Linked DNA regions of Mus musculus: region 2 is linked to region 1. The links are chromatin contacts, called in public promoter capture Hi-C maps. All regions are on one chromosome and are shown on one strand. Each heading gives the region's core, a stretch centred on a gene start, on an enhancer-like site or on the middle of the called end of the contact. The rest is flanking DNA. Distances are from core to core; before and after follow the strand shown.

The links. Promoter capture Hi-C pulls out the DNA fragments that hold promoters and counts their contacts.
Region 2: a promoter capture Hi-C map of liver shows a contact between it and region 1. The contact joins the enhancer-like site here to the promoter of Col27a1 in region 1. A contact is called at or near these places in 4 of 39 promoter capture datasets (3T3-L1-derived adipocytes, cranial neural crest and liver), 1 of 15 datasets of contacts at CTCF or cohesin (the NIH/3T3 cell line), 18 of 484 Hi-C or Micro-C datasets (the AML12 cell line, the HL-1 cell line, brain and 7 more), 10 of 115 datasets of contacts at active chromatin or transcription factors (the 230-238 cell line, the NIH/3T3 cell line, embryonic fibroblasts and 6 more) and 2 of 9 other capture datasets (adipose tissue and liver).

Annotation. Positions count from the first base shown.
Region 1 is chr4:63,213,756-63,219,543 of GRCm38.p6, reverse strand. It overlaps Col27a1 (collagen, type XXVII, alpha 1), which reads right to left and starts at 4,132. Exons shown (of 61, transcript NM_025685.3): 1 at 3,663-4,132. The coding sequence starts at 3,718.
Region 2 is chr4:63,247,755-63,253,946 of GRCm38.p6, reverse strand. Col27a1 (collagen, type XXVII, alpha 1) reads right to left here. Exons shown (of 61, transcript NM_025685.3): 8 at 259-303. Among named protein-coding and RNA genes, the nearest start is that of Mir455, 6.0 kb to the left of the region's middle. Within about 2 kb of position 2,191, at least 11 of the 459 cell types and tissues checked have an H3K27ac peak or open chromatin away from gene starts, as enhancers often do. A contact at or near this core is called in liver, where this site is marked.

The DNA of each region.
Region 1 (5,788 bases), core at 2,883-5,382:
TAGGCTGATCGACCTTGAGGTTGTTCAAAGGGGGATGACCACTGAACCCTTTTTAAAATAGAGTTGAATTAAGTCTTCAGTCACTTGCAGCCTGAGGGTGACTAGGTGAAAGGGCTCTGGGATGCTGACGATAGCCCTGAAGTCTTCTCCAGCAGGCCTATGCATGGGTGGCAGTTAAAGATGTCACATGTCTGCATGGTGAATGGGGAACCACATGGTGTATCAGGACTCTTTACATGCCAGATGTCCCTGTCTCACTAACTGAGGATAACTGCTAATGGTCGAGTGCCCAGACACACTGAATTTGCCTTCTGCCATGGCTGGCTTTCAAAAGTCACGGGCAGCCTCAGTGACCCTGGGAAGTGGGAACAGGCTATTTAGTTTGATTTGACAGAGAAGCCTGTGCCCCAGCAAGGGCAGGTGCTTCCCTTCAAAAGCACCTTGTGCATTTCCCATATTACATCCCCATTCAGGTAGGCATGCTAAGAAACAGTGGCCAGGCAGCATGGAGAAAAGCCAACCCCTGTATCCAAGCTTAGATGGCTTCCCCACCAGGCCTGTATCCCAAAAGTTCCCAGAAGTTCCACAGTCAAGAAGCCGGGTCCCTGACCCCGGGAACCTGTCCTCCCTTCTTGAGTCTGCCGAAGCTATATCATATGCACCTGTCCTGGATGTTTTCCAAATGACAGAGGAACACCAGGTGAGAGAGTGAAGGCACGAGAGCCACATGTGTCCTAGATCATCTCTGGCTGTAGTTATGGGCACCCTAGAGGCTAGAATAGAGTACAAGACTAAGATCTCAGAAGAAAGATCCTGGAGACAGAATCCCATTGTCTTGTGCCATTCAGCTGCCTAAGGCCAAGCCCCAGAAAACCGTCACAAATGCAGCCCATTTTTTGGAATTGGGCTTCTTTGCACACTGGAGGCATAAACTTCATAGTATCCAGTACACCTCAGTTAGAGAAGGACCTCGAAGATCCCGAGGGGCGAGATTCTATGCCTAGCCATCTTTTTGAAGAGATGGTTAACAAGAGCCCAGAGAGAAGGGACTAGCCCAAAGCCACACAGCCAGTCAAAACAAGCCTACATTTTATTTGTTTTCCCTAGAGGAGAAAGTGAATACTTTTAGAGACTTGCTACTTGCTGGGGACCAGAGTTTCAGCTTTCTCAGTAGGATTGGAGATGCAACCAGGAGCCCTGGAGCCATCTATGTGAGTAAGCTCCAGCCTGGAAAGTTGGCTGCAGAAGGAAGGAGGCCCGGCAGTGTGACTACTGTTCGAGTGCTGTTTAGGCTACTGTTAATAATGCTGGTGGCTTCACCGGCTCGCGGGCAGGCTTTGCTCTCCCTGGCTTCTGTTTTCATTACAGCTTCACAGACCTTGGCTTGGCTATGGAGGGGCTCCAAGGTATCTGAAAGATCAATTCATAAGGACAGCTCCCAGATGTGAGCCACGAAGGACACAACTTCTTCTGACCATGTAACCCTCCAGGGAGTAGCCAGGGTTGTTCCTGTTCAGAGACTCAGCTAGAAGCTGCCTTCTATCTGTGTGGCTTTCCCTTCCTACTGGTTTCCTGGAAACACTGGAGACTCAGAAATCCACCCCAGATTCAGCATTCAGGGAGGCCCAAGGTCCCCCCAAGCCCAGAAGACATAGGAACCTCGGAGGATGGCAGATGTGTGGATGCTGTCCCCAGTTGCTCTACCACAGACTGAGTGATGCCAGGGCTGGCTGGGAAGGGCGTGAGTCTGTCCCCGTCCCACCTGCCTCTGTGGCCTCATCAGACCCTGTGTACCCAAGACAGCCACACCCAGGTCCTTCTCCACACCTTCCACCTCCTCCATGGGAACACACACACACACACACACACACACACACACACATAGGTCATCTGTCTGGACAGGATACGGTCCAGAACTTTCCCATTGACTCACACTCATTCACAAAGCAGCAAGCACTGATACAAATAGCAGCTGTGGTTTACTGAACATTTACTCTACGCTTCCTGGGCACGCTTCTTTAACTTTCACAAATGCTTGCCAGCTGGGAGGGCTGGAGCTCACCTTGGTGATGTAAAAAGGAGAAGCAGAGAGGTGGCAGGCCTGGCCAAGCACACACTCCAGTATAGAGGACTTGAATTCAAGCTGCCTGTTGCTAGGTTCCTATGCTCTGCTCCAAAGTCTGCTTTCCACTGAAGTGAGTGAGCCCAGAACTGGCTCCTCTGCATGTCAGACCAGGCCAGACCATGGAGACATTTAGAAGGTCCCTGGGCACTGAGATCAGAAAAAAGAAACTGCCAACAAGATATCAGGGGAGTATGTTGGGCTACAAGCAGAGACAAGGGAAGGCATGGATTATAGGCTACTTCAACGAAGATCCCAGAGCCCAGTGTTCACCCAAGAGCAACAGGGCATATGGTTGCCCAGGAGGGAGGACTTCTCAATGTAGAAGCAAGGAAGGGCAAGAAGGAGCCAGGGTAGGGCAAAGAAGCCGAGGTGGGTAGATGCTTGAGGATGTACGGCCAGAAGGGCAGGCAGGCTTTGGTACTGCTTGCCTTCCTCAAACTTTGGCCCCGTTGAGGCAGGGGGTGCTCTTTGGCACCACCACACTGCCCAACCGCTGGCATCTGCCCTGGCACAGGGTCTCCCGGAGAAAATGAGTCACCAATGTGCTCACTAGTGCCCTGTGTATACGAATGCGTGTGGTGGGGGGTGTGGGGGAATCTCAAACAGCCAGCTTTTTCCAAGACATGGAAAAGAAGGGGGGCGCCTCATCACCCTGGCTCCAGCTCAAAGGGGCGTTTCTTGAGAGGGTGGGCGGTACTATAACTCTGGCCAACCTCTTCTGGGAGCCCTAGAGTACCAGCAAGATGGAAAGGCAAGCCTTGTGCCTGAGATATAGTCCACAGGGCCCCTCTGGACCGCGTTCTCCCACACACACCCACACATAGTGACTGAATCCCTCACTCTTACAACTTCTGCACAAGCTGGGAATCCCAACTGTGGGGTGCCCCTGTGTGCGGGGGCCCCGCCCTGGAGATTCCCGGCCCCTCTCTGGCCACGGTTCCCTCATCTGTACAAGGAGGTTGGACTTGGTGATCTCCCAGGGCCTTTCCGCTCCCACAAGCTGGCTCTCACCCCTTGCTTACTCAGGAGAGGGACAGGAACTGCAGGCTTCCCGGGAGAAGCTGGGAAGTTTGAGGTACGCAGACCCAAGAAGACACATTCACACAGGCAGAGAGGTTAGGAAATGCAGGAACGTGCAGAACCCGAGGCCGAGCCAGGAACAGACACCCGGACCTGACGACCGACAAACTTGATTCACAGGACAGTGGAACTAAAGCCATGCAAGCCCGCGACCTGCAGACACCGAGACTCCCTCCTCCGGCCCCTGCCCCCTGCCTGCCACTCTGAGCACTGCCACTAGACCCCTCTTGGGATCGCTGGTCTGGCTCTGCGCGGACCCTCCCTTGCTGGTCCTAGTCTCAAAAGAGCTCGGCCTGGGGTGCACAGCCCCTGTTAACCCCTGGCGTCCCGCCTGGCGGGAAGCTACAGGAAGCTGACGTTACTCTGCGAGCGTCTGGTGCGGCAGGGAACCCCAGACTCTTGTGCACATCCGAGGTTCAGGAAGCTGAATCGGGGGCAACCCTGGGATTGTACTCACCCCCCGGGTCCTGACGCCGCTGTGCCTCGGGCCCCCCGCGCGAATCCCGTGCCCATGGCAGGCCCCTACTTCATGCTGCGGAGCCCGGGGGGCAAGTGTGGGCGCGCCCCATGGGGCCGCCAGCCCCCCGCCGCGCCGCGCCAGGCCGGCTCAAAGCGCGCTGCCGGCGCACCCCCAGCCCAGTCCTGCGCCCAGGGGCGCCGGAGCAGACGGACAGCACGGCCCCAGCCCGGCGGTCGCCCGCGCCAGGCCCATGGTCCCAGGACTGCCGGAGCCGCGCTCGCCCCTGCCTCGCTCTTTTTCTGCTTCCACCGAAAAGGAAGAAGCAAGAAAAGGCAGGGAGAGAGAGATGATCAAACTTTTGGAGGCGGGCCGCTAGCGGTCTCTGGAGGCAGAGCAAGGCCGGGAGAGCGCGCGCGGAGGGCGGTGGAAGCTGCCTCCCCGCCGGCCTGGGGGAGGAGAGGAAAAGGAAGGATTTGGGGGAAATGAAGGCGATTTAAAGTCTCGGCCCGCCGCAGCTCTCCACCTTCTTCTCCTCCCCGCGCCGGGCCGCCCTCTGCTGCCAACTGCTGCCCCCTGCCGGACGCAGCAAGGGATGCAGCATCGGTTGCCTCGCGCGACCGTCCACCTATCCATCCTGAGGGGGACATCCCACCCCCAGATCTCAAAACAGACTCATGAAAAAGAACCTCCTCCTGGCTACTCATGGATCTATCACAATTGAGATTAGGAATTTACGATTAATGACACTAAGGATCCTCGATAGCGGGCGGTGGGGGAGGAAGGGGGAAAATTCTACTCCTGAGAGGATCCTAGAGATGCAGAAACACAGTTGGGACCTTGACTTGGCATCTACATTTCCACGACAACCATCTGTCTTAACTCCCAACTCTTAGCAGAAACTCTTGCACCCTAGAGCTCCGTGGAAGACCGCTGTGGGTAAGCGTGCTGAATGTGTTCGGCCTTTCTGCATTTTCTCCGACCAGAGACTCCCCGGAATCCCACGCGGCACCCTCTGACACCCAGGCAGATTCTCAAACTCACGAGCACGGCTCAGCCCTGAGACTAAATCTCTAGCTTCTGGCCTCTACAAGGCGATTCATACCACACTCCCGCACACACACTCCCGCAGGCACACTCCAAACACTCACACTCATTCACACGCAGACACAGCCACGCACTGTACTGAACTTCCGCGAAACACCTTTGGATGTCTGGATTCCTGGCGATCTCAGACGCTACGCTCCCAGAGGCAGCCACCCGAGTGCTCACACCCGCACAAAATGCACATGCACAGCGCACACACTCCCACATGCACAGTCCATGCAGCTCCCCGAGTGCACACTCCCCGCTTGCACACGACCCTCTGCGAATGGCAACCACAGGCGTGCATACAGGACCTGCACCCTCTATTGCACATGCATCCACCTTTGCGCACTCCAAACGCCCAGAGCTCCGTGAGTCCCAGGGCACTTACTGGGTCCCCAAGTGTGACGCTGGCCGGTCGGTTCTTAGGCGGGTGCCTAACGGCATCTGTGGTCATGGGTCCCCGCAGCCCCGGGCGCGGGGGCGGGGGTGCAGTCCCCTTCCCTAAAGGCGCACAGGGCGCGACGGCGCCGGGAGGAGCATGGGAGCGCGGGCCTGCGCCACCGGCCCGGTCCCCCTGCGCTGCAGCCGCGGCCACTCCGCGTGCTCCGGCTCCAGCTCGAGCTCCGGGTGCGGGGGGTGGCTCATAGGTGCTGAGGCCGCGACAGACGCCGGCCCTTTTGAAGTCTCCGCTGGGGGCGGAGAGGGGGGCGCTGAAGGCGGCCTTTTAAATCGAGGCTGCACGCGGGCACCGTCAAGCAAGGTGTCTGGTTTCAGCAAACTTTCGGAAAAGTCCCAAGTCGGAGTGGGGGAGGGCTCCGCCGAGCTGTACGAGGCATCCTGCAGGGGGCAGAGCACCCGGGGCTGCTGGGGCCCCCCGCGCACCCCCCCCCCCCCCGCCTCCAGTCTGAGTGCTTCACCTTCCTTCACAAGAACACCCGATGCTCTGCACTGATTGCCCGTGTCTGTGCCTGAGAAAGGGCCGCGGGTCTTTCTCGAATTTTCCTAAGTTCACAGCTTCGAAGGTAAAGTATTCCCTG
Region 2 (6,192 bases), core at 942-3,441, 36 kb before region 1:
GCCGGGGACAGGCCAGCTATTCATGGCTCTAACCAGAGTCCAGGGGCTTCTGCCAGCCCTGGGCTGGGCTCGCAGTACAGACACTGGCTCTTCTAAGAGAGCGTGGCTGACTGGGGAAGGGCGGGGGTGATGGTCAGGGGAAGTCCTAAGGCCTTGTTCTGGGGTTCCAGGGAAGGGAGTCCAGGGAGGAGGCTGGTACCAAGCAGGAACTGGAAGAAGGAAAATCAGGCAGTACAGTGCAGTGCAGGCAGGCCTCACCTGTTCTCCAGGGTGCCCTGCTGCTCCAGGATGGCCCTTGTGTCCCTGTGGGGGTGAAGAATTGTCATCAGGCAATAGGCTTTATGGTAGGGATATGGTACACACTTCCTGCATGGATGCAGGCCAGATGGAGTTCACTGAATCCTCTGGAGTCATCTTTTGTTAGAGCAGAGGATGGGGGTGGAGTGAGAGACTATGACCCAGTGGTCCACATCCCAGCCTTGCCTTGGAAGTTCAGAAAGTTGGAGGCAGTCAGGAACAGGAGCAAAGGGTCTGTCACATAAGGAACAGGGACAAGGGCGATCTGGAACACACACGGTATCTGCCACTCCAGTTCATGTACCATGACCATATCACCTAGAGACACAGCCTCTTTCCTTGCTGGCTCTGCTCCTATTCCAAGGAGAAGAAGGCTGCCCAGATGCTCAGTGGCAGCCTTGACTCTTCATCTTCATTCAGTGACACCAGGCTGCCGCCTGGCAGGCCTCTCACACCAGGGCTCTGTTTAGGAGAGACACTGCCCCTGACTTACGGTGCATGTTTGAGTGTGTGATCGTCAACCTTCTGTGGACCTCTAACGGGGGATTTGAAACTCTGAGGCCCCTTAGGTTCTGTTATCTTCTAACTCTAAGTTCTAGGGCCCCTGAGAGTCTATGACAAGGGATAGTAAGTCAATCAGCACAGGCCCTGGACAGCCGGCCATATGGAGATCATGGTTGACATAAGTCCCTACGCCACCTCATTTCTTTCTGTTTTGTTTCTCTTTTCTGTCCCCTTCTTTTTTTTCCTCCCTTCCTCCCTCCCTCCCTCCCTCCCTCCCTTCCTTCCATCCATCCTTCCTTCCTTCCTTTCTTCTTTTATTTTAAGAGAGAGTCCCATGCAGCCCAGGCCGGCCTCCAACTCCCCATGTAGCCAAGGATGGCACTGGCCACCTGCTCCTCCTACCTTCACTTCCCAGGCCTTCACTTACAGGCCTGTACCACCACAGCTGGTTTATGTGATGCTGGGAGTCAAACCCAGGACTCTAGCATGCTTGACACTCTACCAGCTGATCCTTCATCCCAGCCCCCTAACGCACTTGCTCTACAGACACATAAACACAGCCTCACACAGGTGTCCGTCAGCATCCTGGATGCATAGGAAGTCGCAGTCTTCATTACAAACAGAAGAATCTGTCTTAGGGAGGGGGCTCGGGAAGTTCGCCAGCATTTCTTCAGAATCGTCTCATGCCAAGAGAGACTACCACCCACGAAACACATCTTACTCTAGATCAAGAGCTGCCCCTAGGAAAAAATCCCCCACTGGGTCACAAGTAGGCAAGGTGATCCCCAGACTACAGCAAGCAGCTAGACAAAAGGATCTCCGCTCTTATTACAGATCGATTTGGATTCCAGGACTGTTTGCCTTCGGGCTGGCTATGTGGCCAGAGACAATGACTCTTTGAACTTTGATTTCCTCAGAAATTATAAAATGGGCAGGAAGAGCCAATGCCTGGGTGGCATGATCTGCGTAGGAAGCACAAATCGTGGTGTCTGGCACTGAATTCAGCAACCTTAGAAACACCAGCTACGGTTGTTACTATGGCTTTCATTTCTCATTCATTCATTCACTCACTCAACAAACAGTGATGGAGTGTGCGTGGGCCAGCAGGTTTTTCCTCATGGGAAAAAGGAGCCAGGCAACATGCTTTGCCTCGAGAATTTACATTCCTCGAAAGGAACTAGAAAGAAATGAAGTAGAAAAGGCAAGCGTAGGTGGTGGGAGGCAGGAGATGCAGTGCAATGAGCAGCGGGAGTCTGCTTTGCAAGATGAATATGTTCCGGGGATCAGTTGCTCAACAATCAATCGCTCGATTGTGCTGAACACCATCACCAGTGCACTGAGAAATGGTTTGAAATGGCAAATCTGATGCTACGGCTTGTTGCCACGAACAAATAAAGTCAGGGTACAGAGGACAGCATGCCTGGGGAGGGGTGGTGACTCCAGGGACAGCCAAGGGATGGCTGATGGGGGAAGGTAGACAGACCTGGAGGTAGCATCCTGAAAAGTGGAACAGAGGGTACAGAAGCCCCAGGGCAGAGATGCTGAGAAGCGAGCTGAGAAGCACAAGAAGGCCTATGTAACTGCAAAAGAACAGATAAGGGCAGTGGGCAGAGAGGCAGATGGAGGTCAGAGCCGTCGACTGAAGCTGTGTCAGGAAACCCTAGGGACAAGGGGACAGGGCATGACAGGATACGAGGAGGAACAAGCTGAGGCCCTTTTCTCCCACAGAAGCATCAAGGTGAGCCATGCGCTCTTGCTGCGAGATCGAACCCCGGCAATTACCTCTCTGAACTCACTCTGCCAAGCTTTGCTTGCCTAGAGGATCACTGTAAACAGCCCAGAGTCTCGGGGACCAAGAACAACAATGGGGGCAGTGTGAGGCAGGAGCCTCTAGCACCCCAAGACTCCTGAAAACCAATCCACAGCATCGCTCTCCCCTAAAGAAAAGGGATGTGTTCAGTTAAATCCCAGATGAGGTTTAAGCAAACCTATGCTCAGGAAAGAGCTGGAAGGAAGTGAATCACAGAACCCACCATGCCTAACCCCGTGCCTTAAGCATGCGTGCTCACTAACACCCTGGATCACTTCTAAGAGATAGGTACCACTTGGTACACTTACAGTGAGGAAAAGGAGGCTCAAAGAGGTTAGGGGCCATCCTGAAGCCACACAGCTTTCATGAGAGAGTGTGTGGATTATGGCCCAAAATCTTTCAGATGTTAACCATCAATCACTGTGGTTGGGACTAGCCCAGAAGAAAGGTCCCCTTAAAGATGCATCTCCCTGAGACAGAGCCATTTTGGTCATGGCAACATCCTAGGGCAAAGGTCAGTAGCAGAATAATGAAGTTCCCACATTGGATAAGACCGAAGTCACCATTTTGGCCATCTCTTGCTTCACTGGACTGACAAGAGACTGAGGTTCCAGGAGAAGATAGGCTGTCAGGAAGCTGAGGCCAAGGTTAGACCATTCTCTAGACTTTAGAACTGTGGGATGGACTGAGCTGTCTCAATAGTGAACTCCAGAGGGCCTTGAATGTGACTGTGAACATGAGCTTCTAAATCCGGTGGGAACACAGTCAAGGTGGGAGGTGGGGTGCGGAGGGGGCTGCCTGGAAGCCCCTTCAACAGTGTTTACCAAACAGTTTTAAATCACAGGGCTGGGGACATGAGGCTCTTAAACCATTATCTTCTCTTGGCCCTGGCAATTACAGGGGCCAGCCATCCCACAAGGTGGCCCCAGGGCAGTGATTTCCTGTGTGTGGATGAAGGGTGCCAGGTGGGCCGAGGGAGGCAGAGGAGCCACAGAAGAGCTGGGGCCGTGGTTGCCTGGCAGGCGGGCCTCCGCAGGCCCCGTGTTTATAATACAGCACGCTCTCTATTTTGGTTTGGGAGCCAGATTAATCACTGCTTACAGAGCACAAGGAGGAACCAGACATCACCTCACCCTGCCACAGACAGTGGGGTGCTATTTGGACTTCAGGCAAGGAGGGAGGAAGGGGATCGGTCACTGCCTGGGGGTCTGGATAGCAAACAGTGTGAGTCCAGGCATAGGTTGTTGCCCCCAGGCTCCATCTCTGTAGGAAAGTGGAACTCACTCCCCAGGCTTGCTCAGTACCCAGGCCCTGGCAATTACGAGGGAGGCCAGCTCACAGAACTCACCTACCACCCCAGCAACCCATATCCCACCAGCAAAGAAGAGCAAATAAGAAGAAACTGAGTGAGACTAAGCCTCTCTGAGCCTCAGTTTCCCAAACTGATTTCTCAACATGTCTTATGGGCTCCGAAGTTAGAGGATTCTGAAATCAGTAGATCATCTAGAAATATCAGACAGCTTGCAGGGCATCCAACCCACTTGGTGGTAAGTTGAGGAAGGGAAGGCAGGAGGGTCGAATTTTCATGTAGTTCATTTATTGATGTAATCATTCATTCATTCATTCATTCATTCATTCATCACACATCTGCTGAGCCTCAGCCATTATCAAAACCCAGGGAGCAAACAGTAGTAGACATAACATTGAACAAAAGCAATGTGGTCACTACCTTTTAGAAGAGGGTAGGGACGCTAAGGGCATATGGACAAGAATGTTGGTAAAGAATTGAGTGCCTGAGATCACAAAGCTCAGCTGGGGGATGTTGCACAGTATCCTGAGTGGGGCAGTGGGGCATTGAGGCATTGGGGCAGTGGGGCATCAGGTCAGTGAGGTAGAGGGGCAGAGGTGGGGGTAGAAATGGGCTGTAACACGAGAGAGGCCATAAGAGCCCAGCATGGAATTTGGTGTCACACTCGAAGGAACAGTTGGTTCTCAGAAAAGCAGGGACCACTATCTTTATCCCATCTTTCCAAGGGCAGTGGCCAACTGGGCAGTACTGGAGGACGAGTGACCCTGGGGATGTGATGTTGCAAAAAGAAATGAGTTTCATTGTACCAACTTCCTTCCATTAGTCATGTCTGCCTGGCACAGCGTGCTGAGACTCAGAGGCCTATTATCAGCTCTTGGCAAGACAGATCAATCAGAGATGTCGGCCAGAGGTACTGGAGGGGGTAGGGGTGTGGTAGGGCCAGGCAGATGTAGGTGGCCAGTGTGTGCTGAGTCGCATGTAAGGAAAACTTCGATGGTTGGTCATGCAGGAGTCTGACCTCAGAGCCCTGCTCCAGTTGAAGAAATGTGCTGAGGGTGTCAGCGAGTTACTCAAGAACCAGCAAATGGGGAATCCCCAGGAGACTGAGAAGATGAGCCACAGAGTCTGAGAAAGGTGAGACTCGGGGAAGAGGGTCTTTGAGAAGAGAAGCAAATAGTATTAATGATGGATGTGGAGAAGTCAGGCCAGGGGCACAGCAGAGAGCCACACAGGGAGTCAGGGGCACTGGGGATGAAGTGAGGGACCAAGCCACGCCTGCTCAGCCTCTGTTGTAGGTGCACACTGGGGGCTGGGACTGCCCAGTGCCCTGCTGGACTAAGCAGCCAATCTAGCGCCCACATGTGAGCAGCTACAACCCTCCCACCTTCTTGAGGCTAAGCACGGTTGTCTCTGTTATCTTAGCACTAGGGACCCTGACACAGAAGGATCACTGTAAGTTTTGAGGCCAGCCTGGACAGGAGAGTATGTTTGTAGACCTTCCTGTCTTGGGGGGACAGTTTCACATCCACAACAATCAAAGGCAGCCAGATGAGCCTCCAGACTCCATGCAGGGTGGGAAGGGCCGCTTATCTGGTGAGCTGTGAAATAGCCAGAGGATTAATGACACCAGATGAGCATGGATTCTTTAGCTGTTTCTCTTTCAGGACCATCATCATTCATTGGCTCACTCATTCATCCAGCCAGTATATATGGTGCCTGTCATGTGCCAGCCCTGTGTGAATGTTGGGGCCAGAATGTCCCATTAACCTCCCCAACCATCCACTGGACAGTGGAGGCTCAGCATACAAAGGTGGATCACCCACATTCACAGCCACAGGGGGCAGAGCTGGGACTCCAACACATTCCATTCAGATGAACAGTCTTCAAATGAACTGAGTGAATCTGCTCTTAGTTGACACAGTCAGCCTTGTGGTAAGAAAAGGGGCCCAAGGGTCAGAAGACCCAGGTTCAGACCCCAGCCTTCTGCTTTAAGACAAAAGGAAGATTTCTCCCTTAAGTTGGTGGCTCTGGATCTTGGCTGCATGTGGGACCCACCTGGGGCCTTTTAGAAGTTCTGTTACCTGGATCTAGTGCCTAGCCTAGAATCCCCACAGTGACATCAACACTCAGCAGTGTTGAGAGTCACCATTGTAGAAAATACCCCTAAGCTCTGACAACTCCGCCTGTCACTCAACACCAGGGTCAACTCAGGGTTTAGAGCATAAGTCCCTATGTGCCAACAAGAAGGTGACTTGAATAAATAAGATCTAGT